4 separate regions of the Mus musculus genome follow, and all the other regions are linked to region 2. The links are chromatin contacts, called in public HiChIP or PLAC-seq and promoter capture Hi-C maps. All regions are on one chromosome and are shown on one strand. Each heading gives the region's core, a stretch centred on a gene start, on an enhancer-like site or on the middle of the called end of the contact. The rest is flanking DNA. Distances are from core to core; before and after follow the strand shown.

What was found. Promoter capture Hi-C pulls out the DNA fragments that hold promoters and counts their contacts. HiChIP or PLAC-seq counts read pairs in DNA pulled down with a chosen protein or histone mark.
Region 1: a FOXA1 HiChIP or PLAC-seq map of pancreatic cancer cells shows a contact between it and region 2. The contact joins the promoter of Atf7 here to the promoter of Nr4a1 in region 2. A contact is called at or near these places in 2 of 39 promoter capture datasets (the SN4741 cell line and pre-B cells) and 2 of 115 datasets of contacts at active chromatin or transcription factors (embryonic stem cells and pancreatic cancer cells).
Region 3: a promoter capture Hi-C map of cranial neural crest shows a contact between it and region 2. The contact joins the promoter of Pfdn5 here to the promoter of Nr4a1 in region 2. A contact is called at or near these places in 2 of 39 promoter capture datasets (the SN4741 cell line and cranial neural crest) and 1 of 9 other capture datasets (adipose tissue).
Region 4: a FOXA1 HiChIP or PLAC-seq map of pancreatic cancer cells shows a contact between it and region 2. The contact joins the promoter of Prr13 here to the promoter of Nr4a1 in region 2. A contact is called at or near these places in 3 of 39 promoter capture datasets (the C10 cell line, the HPC-7 cell line and hippocampal neurons) and 2 of 115 datasets of contacts at active chromatin or transcription factors (extraembryonic endoderm stem cells and pancreatic cancer cells).

What each region holds. Positions count from the first base shown.
Region 1 is chr15:102,624,026-102,627,273 of GRCm38.p6, forward strand. Atf7 (activating transcription factor 7) reads right to left here and starts at 1,439. Exons shown (of 12, transcript NM_001310067.1): 1 at 1,337-1,439.
Region 2 is chr15:101,265,528-101,269,272 of GRCm38.p6, forward strand. It overlaps Nr4a1 (nuclear receptor subfamily 4, group A, member 1), which reads left to right and starts at 1,319. Exons shown (of 7, transcript NM_010444.2): 1 at 1,319-1,444.
Region 3 is chr15:102,324,041-102,327,521 of GRCm38.p6, forward strand. It overlaps Pfdn5 (prefoldin 5), which reads left to right and starts at 2,076. Exons shown (of 6, transcript NM_027044.3): 1 at 2,076-2,220; 2 at 2,393-2,495; 3 at 2,778-2,809. The coding sequence starts at 2,149. It overlaps Espl1 (extra spindle pole bodies 1, separase), which reads left to right. Exons shown (of 31, transcript NM_001014976.2): 31 at 1-316. The coding sequence ends at 175.
Region 4 is chr15:102,457,467-102,460,749 of GRCm38.p6, forward strand. Prr13 (proline rich 13) reads left to right here and starts at 1,704. Exons shown (of 4, transcript NM_001170911.1): 1 at 1,704-1,789; 2 at 2,642-2,680; 3 at 2,904-3,253. The coding sequence starts at 2,662.

The sequences.
Region 1 (3,248 bases), core at 189-2,688, 1.4 Mb after region 2:
ACAAAATTTATTTGTTAGTGTTTAGAGTACCTATAGTTTCTTCAGAAATTATACTGCTGAAAAAATTTTAAACATAGGAAACAAATGAGTTTGCTGAAATTAAAAAAAAAAAAAAACCTGCACATCTCCACAAACCTATACTTCATATGAACCCTGAGAGATATTAAAACACCCTCTGCTAAGCAGAAAACAAAGTTAGGAAAGTAGTAACACGGGAATCTGGGTAGGAGGTGCCCTGGGTAGTAAACACCCCAGTGAGTGCACATAATAAGCATTTCAGAGCAACATAGAAGTCCCAACGGGTCTCCAACTTGGACTGCGAAGTCCCAGGCCCACATCCCTGTGTTCTGAAAGAAATGAAACTTGGAAAGTGGAACACTGGAAAAATGACAATCAGAGTAGCGCCCTACTTTTCTTCTTCTCAACCCCCGGGCCAGCATTTTGGCTGGCTGGTCACCAGTCTGGGTGCCATATCCACCAAAAAACACTAAGCAGTATCCTGGCGGTCTCCCGACTGAAGAAAGAACCAGACTGTATGTCAGTCGCTGTCTCTTCTCCAAATATCCCCCCTTACCCTCTGGATTTCCATATTATCACCGAAGCGATGCCTTCTAGCAACCCAACCCACTCACATGTCCTCCTAAACTCATCCACTTAATCTGTCCAGATCCATACTTTCTGACACCGTGTCTCTTGCTCAGATTCTTCTGAATTCAATCGAAACGCCAGGACCCCCGTTTCCCAATGCTCCACTTCGACCACACAACGCGTGCTTTCACCTGAGCCAGGCTCTCGTCACCCAAACCTACCTCCTGCCTATTTACCTCTGCCTTCTGCAGTGCCAAGCCCTAAACCCACTTTTTGGGAAATCTTTTGAGTCTTCAACCTAGTTTAGCAGTCCTCCTCTATCTTCCACTCCAAGATCCCTCCATTAGACTTCCACTAGACTTCGCTTCCCTCAGGATTCAACCCCCCTTTCCTCGCCACGCCCTGTGCCCCCCGGGGCTACTTACCCCAAGTTCTCCCCACACTTCAGTCCTCTGGCCCCGCCTTCCTCCAAAAGGAAGGAGGCGGGAGAAGAGAAGAGGGCGGCACTCCGCAAGGTAAAGGCGATCTCCCATTAGCGCTCATGGCCGCCAATTGTGGCTTCCTTCTCTCCTATTGGTTGTCTTTAGCCTACGCCCCACCCTCTTCCTCAGACAGGCCTGGCCACCGCCTCAGCGCCCCCGTCCAACAGACTGGGAGGGGAGACCCCGGCCCGGGACGCTGGGACTGGCCAGAGTAGAAGGAGAGACTCCTGTCAGGCCACGGACTAGCTAATGTTAACAGGACTCACCCGCTGGTAGCTCCGGCGCCTCCCGCCCGCCCGCGCTCGGTCCCACAATCTGTCTCCTGCTCCTCCTTTCCCCCCTCAGCGGAGCAGATACTTTCCTCCCGTCCGGCCAGGCGTGTTCACTTCTCGCGAGAAGTGGGGGCGAGGGCGCGACTCGTGGGGCTGAGTTGGACCAGGGCCTAGGGGCGGGGCTTGCTGTGAGCGTGGCTTGAGTGGAAGGTTGGGCGAGCGCTGTACACACGACTCGCACGTGTTCGGCTGCAAAGTGTGGGCAGCGCGGGGAGAGCGGCCCTGGCGTCTAACGCTGCCGATCTGTCTGTAGCTGTGGAGGTCCGAAGGTGAAGCAAAGGCAGGGAGGGACTGAGAGTGTCTCAGGCAGCCCTCGGATAAAGGGGAATTAAGGGAGCGGAGCCAAGAGAGGGACTTCAGTCACCAAGCTGGTCATTAGTTGTGTGGAGGAAGTTAAGCAAGAGTCGATCCGAGCAGGTGACTGCTTGCACTTTCTGCTTTACACTTGACAGCACCTCACTGGCCGAAGCCCCTGCCCGGTGTGTGCTGTGTGTGAGCTACGATGGTAGTGTGAGGAAGTACGTTCAACTCCAGCCTCACCGCGGCGGCGCCCGCCTCTAATCGCCACATGGAGGCAGGCGGATCTCTGTGAGTTCGAGGCCAGCCTGGTCTACATAGCGAATTCCAGGACAGCCAGCGCTATCCTTGTCTCAACAACCCCCCACCCCACCCCCAAAAGACCATGGATGATCACCAGTCTAGCCTTCTGGGCCAGTGGGAAATCCCGCGTTAAACAAACAATAAAAATAAGGGGGATAGCTCTGAGGAACCAAACCTGAAGTTGTCATCTGGTCTCTTGGACAACCCTCCATACCTGTGAACAACACACACACACACACTTACAGAGAGAAAGTAGGACTGTTAGTGTAGCTCAGTGTGAAGCCACAGCACAGTGATTTTTTTTTTTAAAATTTGTATATGTTACCCAGCAAGTATTTTATTGAAATACCAACAGCACATACTACGTCAAAAACAAAAGCACACACAACACTGTCCTGGTCATGTGGAAAATTTCTCTGACAGAATTTTTATTTTACGGTTGAGGGAGAGATAGGTCATAAGTCAATAATTATACTTACTTCAGAAAGTGAAGAGCTTTTCAGGGTAATGAGACCGAAAGCAACTCTAAGAGGGGAAAAACACTATTGCTAGTATTGAGAGAAGTCCTCTTGAGAAAGTTATTTATTTATTTATTTATTTATTTATTTATGAATGAGGCAGGGCTTATTTTGAAGCCAAGCTGTCCTGAAACTCATTTTCCTGTGTCAGCCTCCACCTAAGTACTTGTATTAAGTATGAGCCACTTGTCTGGCCTGAATGTATACCATCTACATACCAGATGCCTACCTGTGGAGGCAAGAAGAGGGCACCAGGTACCCTGAAACTAAAGTTACAAATGGTTGAGACCTGCAGTGTCAGTGCTGGGACTAGAAACAAGGTCTTCTGGAAGAATGGTCTGTCCTCTTTTAACTGCTGAGCCATCTCTTTAGCCTGAGGAGTTGAATTATTAAGAGACAGCCTTGAGACTTTCAGGAGAACATCAAATATAAGAGCTACATTTGAAAAACTTATCCTGAAGAAGAGGCAGGCAGGTCTCTGTGAATTTGAGACCAGTCTGTGATACACATGAACACACACAAATTATGTGGTTAAGATGGTACTTTTTGTGTTTGTGTTACTGTAAATAAAAGCTTAAGAATTGAACAGATTTAAGTAGAGTTGACAAGGGATTCCAGGGATCCCGACAGCTAACTAGTTGTGTTTTCTTCTTTATAACAGTAGCAATATTGTAGCCATAGTCTCTGCCCAGTGTGTGGCTGTATGGGGTAGGGCAGAAGAAGGGGTG
Region 2 (3,745 bases), core at 69-2,568:
GGGTCAAGGATGGGATAGAGATACTGCAAAGAGAATCCCTAGTAGGGAAAGCTAACCACTGAATCTTTTCTCCATACCCCTTCCTTTCTCTTACCTGACTACAAATGAGGTTTCCTTTAGCTTAGACTGGGATGGAGATGTGACCTGCAGGGTGACAGCTCCAGGTGGCTGCAGCCTGGTCTGCACTTTGAGTACAGCCCTGGCCAGACCCTTCCCTGCAAGCAGTAACTGGTTACAGCTGCTCTCTTCACTGCTGGAGCAGGTAGTGGGGAGGCAGGTGGGTCCCCATCAGGGACTGGGACCAGGGAATTGACAGAAGAGTGTGAAAAGGAGATGGAGTTCGATGGCCCTGGGTTCAAGACCCCATTGTGCTACTACCTAGCTTAGTGACCTTGAACAAGTACCATTATGTCTCTGAATCTATTTATAAAATGGGGAAGAGTTGGCAAGAGTTTGGAAAGATTTCTCAGGCTCCACCCGGTTCTGAAATTCGGCAATTTCTCAACTAGGGTGCATCCATCCTGCGAGGGGTTAAGAGGCCATCGCTGAGAAACCAGCATCGGTGTGGAGCCGAGCCCGTTGACCCAGCCTGGCAAAGCTATGCCCTTTGGGAAGGAACCTTGAAGGCCAGAGTGCCTGTCCTCAGTCCTGGGGCTAGAGACCCTGCACATTGCCAAGGCTGAGGCACGGGCCCAGCCCACCTCCTATCTTCTGGGTGTGTCCCAGAATGGCTTGCCTCAGCCCTGAACTGCCCTGGCTGCTCAGAATGGCAGAGAGTGATACCCTAGGTGTCCAGGACAGACTGGGAAAGGGACAAAAGCGGAGCAGGGCCTGGGGTAGGGGTGGGCAGGAGGGAGAGGGAGCTGTTGGCACCAGGAGCAGCTGGAGGGGAGGAGATCCTGTTCTGGGGAAGCCCTGCGGGCACGGATTTACAACACCCCCTCCTCCTGGTCGGTTATTTCGGACCCCGGGACCCGATCCCGGGTCCGGCTTGGTGAGCCTAGTGGGTCTGGAAGCTACTATATTTAGCCGGCGCAGCGGGCGAGAGGAAAACTATTTATAGATCAAACAATCCGCGCTCCCTGCGTCAATGGAACCCCGCGTGCGTCACGCGCGCAGACATTCCAGGCCCCCCCTCTTCGCCCCGCCCCCTCGGGCTCCCCGTCCCCGCGCCTCCTCCTGGCCGCCTCCCGCCGGAACCGCGCCGCCCCCCGCGCCCTTGTATGGCCAAAGCTCGCCGGGCCGTGTGCGTCAGTGGCGCCCCCGCCCCTCTCCATGCGTCACGGAGCGCTTAAGATGTGGGTCGGGCTCGCCAGGGGAGCCCCAGTGCAGGAGGCTGCGAAAGTTGGGGGAGTGTGCTAGAAGGACTGCGGAGCGGAGCGCACGCGGGACCAGGCTGCGACTGGGTCGCTGGTCCCGGCCACAGGGAGTGGGAGCCGGCTGGGTAGGTACCCCGCAGGGAGCGTGTTTCTGTTTCTAGGGACAGTGCATGAAAGAGATGGGGTGTACGCGCGGGCGAAAAGGAAGGGTGTTTTCGGGTCGGCTTACGAGGAGGGGTGTGTAGGGTGCATTTTTGGTATTAAAGGATAGCTCTTGGAGTAGGGTGAGCCAGGGCTTGAAGTTTAGGAAGCGGGCGAAGGGTCTGCAAGGTGCTTGGTTTTGGTAGGTAGTGGGCGCTTGTTTAGGAGGTTTCCCCGCTAGGATCTCCAGTGTGAGGCACTCTGTACTCTGGGTTTGGGTGTTGATTGCCGGGTAGGGGGTTGTCTGAGCATGGACTGGGAAAAGGTACTCAGAGCTTCGGCGTTGCTGGGATCCATCCAAGTACAAGTAAGATTGGATTTCCACGGGTCTCCTTCCCGGGCTCTCAGCCCCCTTTCCCAGTGTTTACTTAATACTTCATAGGCTGTACTTAGATTTTCTGATTCCCTTACCGAACTTTCTTTCTGAACCGTGCTGGAAGACCTGGGGGTTGCTGAAGGAAATGGCTAGCTAGGTTGGCTGGGTAATGGTTGTGTTAGACTAAGTTGTCAGAGTATCTAGAAACCTAGGAGCTGTAGCCTGGTGCAGCTACTGAAAGCCGCACGTGGAGCCTGGGTGGAAGTTGCTCACGATAGAGTCTCGATGTAGTACTGACTAGGGGGGAGACCCCTTCTGTCATCAGACAGACTTGTATACCCCAGTGGTCTTTTGAGTCTGTTAGGTAGGGTGCAGCCTGCGGGCTTGGTCACCTAACAGGTGTTGCCAGGACCTGCCCCAAGCCGGATTCTCCCACTCCCTCTTTCAACCCCGCCTCTTCCTCCTCCTTGAGACACCCCCACCCCCTCAGGAGGCTAGATGCAGATCTGTATCTTGTGTTGCGGACTATCGGCCTGAAGCTGGGTAGATTGGTGGGGGTTGATCCGGATGTAGGATGTCCAAGTGGAGAAACAGGATTTGAATGGAGCTGGAACAAACGCCCAGTCCTGACTGGCTGCCACCCTTCTTCCTCCACCCCCAACCCATCCCTTCCCAGGCTTCTTGCAAACAGAGGCAGAAGTGGCCATATTTCTTTCTTTCTCCCAGGTGCTGTATGCCCTAGGGACTTGACACGGGGCAGGCGGGGTGGGAACTGGTTGGGGGGGGGGTGCTGTTTTATGGGAAGTCGTATGCCTAGCCAGCGGTGGAGCTGTCCTGGCTAGGCACCCAGGGGTGGTGTGGGGAATGGGAGAAATACTGGGACTAGAGGGTCTCAAGGGCCAGCAGGTGGTGATAGTCTTTTTCTCCACCCCACCCTCTGCTCCAGCACCCTCTGCCTCAGCACCCTCTGCCTCAGCACCCTCTGCCTCAGCACCCTCTGCCTCAGCACCCTCTGCCTCAGCACCCTCTGCCTCAGCACCCTCTGCCCCAGCACCCTCTGCCCCAGCACCCTCTGCCTCAGCACCCTCTGCCTCAGCACCCTCTGCCTCAGCACCCTCTGCCTCAGCACCCTCTGCCTCAGCACCCTCTGCCTCAGTGTTCCTGTGTGACCTGTCTTTTCAACTAGAAAGTCTAGAACTGTACAGACCCCAGAGTTGGAGGTGGAAAGGGACACTAGGTCCTGGAGCCTCCTCTGTGGGCTTTTTTGACCAGATGAGAACGTAAGGGCCTCCTCCAGCTACCCCTGGTCATTCAGGTGCTTCAGGTTTGTGACCTTTGCTGAGACCCTGGATGCTGCAGCAAACAGACATCTGCTTTAGCAGAGGGACAGCTTGTCTCTGTGCATCCGCTGGTAGGATCCTCCACTCTGTCCAATTAGCTTGCGGCTGCTGCTGGGTTCTGAGTGTTCTCTTACAAAATGACAAGGTTAGGGGGCTGGAGAGATGGCTCAGGGGCTAAGAGCACCCATGTGGCAGTTTGCAACTGTCTGTAACTCCTGTTCCAGGGGGGATCTGACACCCTCACACGGACAAACATGCAGGCAAAACACCTATTGGCATGGAAAATGAAAATAAATGACCGGGTTAGCTGAGAAATTCCTTTTGAGAGTTGTCTTTTCTCCAGTCCAGAGACTGCTCTCTGGATCTTCCTGCTCAGTTCCTCGCCTCCCTTCAATATATGGTATTTAAGGTTTTACTTTTTTTTGCGTTTTCAATTGTTTTTAATTGTATTTATATGTGTCTCTGTGTGTGCACATGAGCATGGGTGTCCTACAAGGCTAGAGACATCAGATGTCCTGGAGCTAGAGTTACAGATGGTTGTGAGCCACCTGATGTAGTTGCTGGGAACT
Region 3 (3,481 bases), core at 826-3,325, 1.1 Mb after region 2:
TGACCGTGACATTGACCGTTACACAGAGGCTTTGCTGCAGGGCTGGCTGGGAGCAGGCCCAGGGGCTCCCTTTCTCTACTATGCCAGCCAAGCCCGCCAGGCCCCTCGACTCAAGTACCTCATTGGTGCTGCACCTGTAGCCTACGGCCTACCTATCTCTCTGCAGACACCCTGAAGCTGTCTTGTCTATGGTAGAAGCTGTGTGACTACCTCCAAACTTGGTTTTGATTATTTAGAATTTTTAAAGTGATTTTCCCTGGTGTTTTGTATGAAATATTTTCTTTAATGTGACCTTAATAAAGATATTCCAAGCCTCAGTTTGTGAGAGTTGAAGCTACTCCCTCACTCCTGCTCTGTGATGTAAGCAGATTGGAGAATTTGCTTACATAAGCAGGACAGAATTTGCTGCTGGAGCTTGGGTGATGAAGCTGAATAGAGGGCCATCAAAATACTGAAAGTGGCCCTGTGGTGCATGCAGAGGCCAGCCTGGTCTACTTAGCAAGTTCTAGAATAGCCAGGGCTATACAGAGAAAACCCTATGTCCAAAAACAAAATGTACAGAGTGAGAGGCAAACATCCCTATGAGGTAAAGGCCAGCTGAGTCTTTACTTTTGAGTTTCAGCTAGCCAGTGCTACAAAACAATACCCTGGCAGTTAAAGTGTTCACACTGGAGAAAGGAAAGGTAGTGATAGGGCTATGCTGATGTTTTTAATCCTTCCACTGCCTTTGAATCCTGGATGATTTTAGAAACCATTGCCCTTCCCACCAAGGCTGCTACACTTTGGCAATGGCAGCAGCAGATTCAATGGGGTTTGCTACTCATATGGTTTGTTGCAACAACTACACCTTTAAAAGTTTCTGGGAGGGGGGGGGGTGCTGGTGAGATGGCTCAGTGGGTAAGAGCACTGACTGCTCTTCCGAAGGTCCAAAGTTCAAATCCCAGCAACCACCCATAATGAGATCTGATGCCCTCTTCTGGTGCGTCTGAAGACAGCTACAGTGTACTTCCATGTAATAAATAAATAAATAAATAAATAAATAAAAGTGTGTGTGCACCACCAATATCTGGCTGATATTGTTAAAAAAAAAAAAAAAAGTTGCTGGGAAGCACACAGACCCTTCCTATCCAACACACAATGGTGGGGCTAGACAGACACTCAGCAGTTATGAGCACTAGGTTGCTCTTTCAAAGGACCTAGGTTTGGTTTGCCTGCATATATACTGAGACATAAAAATAAATGTAGTTGGTTGGCAGTTGTTCCTTTTTGGCACTTGCACTTTATCCTTTAAAGCGCGTTAGTGGTACTGTCAGAACACAGGTTCCCTGCTGTCCTGTCGCGGGCTTGTCCCAACAACGCGCAGTAGCTTATACCGCTTTACAATCTTGTGGTTGTGTCGTGAGTCCGAGAGTTTCGAGTCCCTTGAAGGCCCAAGCCATGTTTGCTAACTAATTTTATAACTACCTTCCTCTACTACCCATTCTGTATTTCCTTCACCTTCAGCCAGCACCTCAGCAGGTCTTGGCTCTTTTCCTGGAGGATTGACCCATACCTTCATTCCTGATGGGTCTGTGTCCTTTGTCATCCTGCTTGGATTAGGCTGTTGTAGTTTCCCATTGACTTTAATCACAGGACATGGTAGTACTAAGAGACGCCCTAAGGGATCTCCTACACTCCAGACATAATCTTGCTTACCACCATTGTGAAGAGGTAATCCAATTTCCCCATGGTAATCTGGATCTATCACCCCTCCTAACACTGTTATTCCATTTTTAGCCTGTTGGTTTAAGGGCATTAGAAGCCCAAAATGACCAAGGGGAAGTCTGAGCTTCCAGTTCAATGGAATGTTTGTTGTAGCTCCTGGTAGGAGCACTCCCCTCTCTGGAGCCAAAACTTCTAGGCCAGCAGAACCTAGAGTTATGGGGACAGGAAGCCAAAATTACCGTGCTAGCTTTAGTGTACTCTGAGAAAAGAAAAACTTGCGTTCTCTAATTAAGCTTGAGATCCGAAAAGCGGGTCCGAAACACAGGATCATAGAGACGACGGGCGCAGAGCGTATCCCCTGGCGGCACCACGGAGGTAACGCGGAGGGCGGCTAGAGCGTCACTCGCCCAGGCGGCTTCCTCTTCGGCAGTCCTCCTTCCCAACATGGCGCAGTCGATTAACATCACGGAGCTGAATCTGCCACAACTGGAAATGCTCAAGAACCAGCTGGACCAGGTGAGGACCTGTCCCAGCACCTTCCTCGCGCTTCATATCCTCCGACCGACCGCCCGCCCGGTCGGGGAGGCTTCCTTTCCCAGGGAAACCCCTATCCGGTCCCGGGTCCCGCCCCCTCAGCCTGGGCCCCGCTTTCTTGAGCTGACCCCTTGTTTTTTCCCGGCTTCTGTAGGAAGTGGAGTTTTTGTCCACGTCCATTGCTCAGCTCAAGGTGGTCCAGACCAAGTACGTGGAAGCCAAGGACTGTCTGAACGTGCTGAACAAGAGCAACGAGGGTATGGGCTAGGCGGGTGAGGGCGCCTGGGGATGCCGGCTTCTCCTTCGCTTTTTCCTAGTTCCAGTTTTCGTTAAAGAAAACTGTTTGTTACTTAGTGTGTGTGTAGCCACAGGAGCCCCCGCATGTTGCCTACAGAAAACTAAAATGTACAAGACATTTCCTCAGTTGCTGTGTTCTTTTCACTGTCTGTGAACACTGAGCCCTGTTGGGAGCTTCCCCTAACGTCTTCGCGTGGGAGCCGCTAGCCTTCCCCAGCTGTTTGTCTTTATTACTTTCACAGGAAAAGAATTACTGGTCCCACTGACGAGTTCTGTATCCTTTCCACGGGAAATGCTACCTTACATTCTTCCACAGTCTTTCCCAAAAGCGGGGAGAGTTTTGATTTTAAGAACAGTCGAACACTTAACGTAGCTCACTTGTCTAACGTTGCACCAGTGTCCATGTAATACTTTGTATCAGAGTTCGGTGAAGAATTGAAATGTTGTGTTTCTCTTTGTTTAGAGATGTCAATATGGAGACAAAGCTGGCATTTGGCTAAAGCCAGTAGAAAAAATGTTAGGATATTGAAATTGGGAACTTGCCTCTTTTTTCAATTTCACCTTAATTGCCGCTCATCTCTAATAGTGAAAGGTAGATTGTTTCCTCCTGTTGAAATGACCTGTTGTCATTTCCACCAGGAAATGACAGTCGAAAGAGAAACCTAAGAATAGCAAAGTGGTGAAGACTGTTTTAAGTAACAATAGAGCCGGCAAGGTGACGACGCAGAGCGTAAAACCCACACATACACACTGAGCTAACTTTCTGATACTAATGGGGTGGAAGGAGAAGACCAACTCCCAGAAGTTGTCCTCCGACCTTCGTGCTCCATGGCATGCACACTTGTGAAAACACACACACAGACCAAATACATGTAAGTTTAAAAGTAGTAATAATTTGTAACTAGAGAGATGGCTCAGCAGTTAAGAGCACTTGCTCTCAGTGAGA
Region 4 (3,283 bases), core at 454-2,953, 1.2 Mb after region 2:
ACCTACTTCAGGTTAAGAAGAAAAAAAAAAAGGTGTGTCCCGACAACCAAGAATAGTTATCACACCTAATAAAAATTGTTGTAAATATTTGTAAAAGTTTGAGATCATCTTGGCAACATAGCAGGCTGAGGCCATCCTAAACTGAGTGTGAGATCCTGTCTCAAAAATAAATAAAAGTGCCGGGCATGGTGGCGCATGCCTTTAATCCCAGCCCTCGGGAGGGAGAGGCAGGAGGATTTCTGAGTTCGAGGCCAGCCTGGTCTACAGAGTGAGTTCCAGGACAGCCAGGGCTATACAGAGAATACCCTGTCTTGGAAAAAAAATAAAAAAAAATAAAATAAAATAAAATAAAATAAAATAAAATAAAAGTGTAGAGGGTGGGGAGAGGAATGTAGACAGCTAAGGTCCAGGCCTTGTGTGGCTTGTGGGAAAGTCCTTGATTTATTCATCATTTTATCTATGAACAGGGTCTCATGTAGCGCAGGATGACCTAAAACTCTCTGTGTTGCCAAGGGTGACCTTGAACTCAGGATCCTGTAAGCCCTATCTGCAAAGTGCTGGGGTTAGCTGGGCTTGGTGGCCCACACCTTTAACCCTAGCACTCGGGAGGCAGAGGCAGGTGGATTTCTGAGTTCGAGGCCAGCCTGGTCTACAAAGTGAGTTCCAGGACAGCCAGGGCTATACAGAGAAACTCTGTCTCGAAAAACCAAAAAAAAAAAATTCTGAGAGTTGTGGCTTGCTTTTGTTTTTCTAGCACCCGAGAGAGAGAGAGAGAGAGAGAGAGAGAGAGAGAGAGAGAGATATGGGATGACTGCTTTTCATCCAAAGTCAACCCAAGTCATACTGGTAGATTGTCTCAAAAACATCAAAACCAAAAATGAATTCACTTAGTTACCCAGAACAATGACATGAAACTATAACTGCACCATCTGCTGAACACATTGAAACCCTGTCTCTTATCTTTCTACAAAAAAAGAACCACAGGCTGTGGTTCTAGCAGCTGGCAACATTGAAGCCCAGGGCTGGGACTCAGCAGAACTTCCTCCTTTTGTTCTCTGAGGCCTTTTTTTGTTTGTTTGTTTTTGTTGTTATTTTCCGAGTCAGAGACAGGGCTGGTCTGTGTGGCTCTGGCTGTCTTGGAACTCACTATGCAGACCATGCTGGTTTCAAACTCAGAGATTCACCTGCCTCTGCCTCCTGAGTTCAGGGACTAAAGGTGTTGTGCCATCATGACAGAGCTCTCTCTGAGGTTTTATGTAGGGTTCCCTAAGAAGCTAATATTGTCTTTAAATTCTGATTCTCTTCCTCCATTTCCAAAATGCTAGGTTACAGACAAGTCTACCCATCAAGCAGGCACTTGGTGCACATACACTGAGGCAAAACACTCATACACATTAAAAAAAAAAATCTTAAAATTTAAGCAAAACAACAACAAAAAAAAACAGTGAGAGTTTATCTCGTTGGCTCAGGTCCTTGCTTGGAGCTGACCCCGCCTCGGTCCCGCCCTAAGGAGCATTTCCGCTGCGTCTCCGTATTTCACCTGTATGTATTTCACAACGCAATGTTTTCTCCCTAAGGCTCCGCCTGGCGGCCAGCGCAACGGTTTCCTCCTTGTTTAGTTGGACCACAGCGATTGACAAGTCAGTTCTCCAATCATCGTGTCAAAGTGATCACATAATTATTAACTAGGTCACAGGGGCGGTGCGGAAGTATAGAATGAATAGGAGTGACCAGGAAGTGCGAACCCAGACTGAGAAGGAGGACAGGAGCGGGCTGGCGATCTGGGAAGGTGACAGGGCATCTGGCCTCCCAAATTCCATCTCTCCTCTTAGCTGGGCCAGGGATCCATTTATTCCTGAGAACTAAGAACTCCATTTGCTCTTTGGGGGTTGTGTGTGTGTTCTAAGAGTTTTGGGACCTGGAGTGTCTTTCTTGATATTCAGGATGGGATTATTTGTTTGTTTATTTATTTATTTTTATTTATTTGTTTATTTTAGCTTCACTTCAGGGGTGCCCCCGGGGCGAGCAGGGAGTTTAGGTCCCATCTCACACTACGGATGCTTAAAGGCCTCCGGTCCCTTTCCAGGGAGAGGGAAATGAGACTTCTCCATCCAGGTGAGATAGTGAAAGTGGGAGGGGCCCTGGGAAGAGAGTTCCTGTGATTTAAATCCTGGGCTAGAGTAGGCTATGAGGATGCGGGAAAGAAAAAGGGAACTTTTTTTTTTGTTTTGTTTTTGTTTGTTTGTTTGTTTTTGTTATTTCGAGACAGGGTTTCTCTGTATAGCTCCAGCTGTCCTGGAACTTACTTTGTAGACCAGGCTGGCCTCATTCGCCTGCCTCTGCCTCCCAAGTGCTGGTATTAAAGGTGTGCACCCCCACGCCCAGCAGGGAACTTTTTTTCATTTCCTTTTGTTTTGGGTTTGACACAGGGTAGCTCTAGCTGTCCTGTAACTCTTTTTCGACCAGGCTGGTCTGGAACTCAGAGATCCACCTGCCTCTGTTTCCAGAGTGCAGCCCATTTTTAAGTGGAGGTTTATCTGTGAGAGTCTTGGTAGGGTGGAGGCTGTAGGGTGGGGCTCGGGTTCTCGAAAATCCTCCTCCCTTCCTGGAACCTTCAGACTTTGCCTGGTTTACTTCCTAGGCTTGAGCTAACATCTCGACATGTGGAATCCTAATGCTGGTAAGTTCCTGGGGGCTCTCCTCTGACCTGCCCCAGCCCATTTTGCAATGAAACAGGAAGTTTCTATCTATCCCCGCAGCCCCAAGCAAAAGCAAAGCCACCGGACCACTGCTAGTTACCAAGTTCTGCCTTTCCATAAGGCTTAAGAACGGTAGTGATTTGTATTATGTGTTGATAGAGGTTCCGGACAGTTCTAATCTTTATTCTCGGATTCTTCTTCCAGGACCGAATCCATATCCACCCCAAGTTGTGTGCCCAGGAGGTTCCAATCCTGCCTGTCCACCACCTCTCAATCCTGCCTTTCCCCCTGGCCCCTGTCCTCCCGGAATTCCCCAGGGAAACCCAGCTTTCCCTCCGTGTCGTCCCCCTTATCCTGTACCACAACCAGGGTGTCCAGGATACCAACCCTCAGGTCCCTACCCTCCCCCATACCCACCACCTGCTCCTGGCATGTGCCCCGTGAATCCTCCGGCTCCTGGCATGGTGGGTCCCGGAATCGTGATAGACAAGAAGACTCGGAAGAAAATGAAGAAAGCTCATAAGAAGTCGCACAAGCATCACAAGCACGGGAAGGTCAGTGTCATCTGGAGCCTGGCTGGGGAA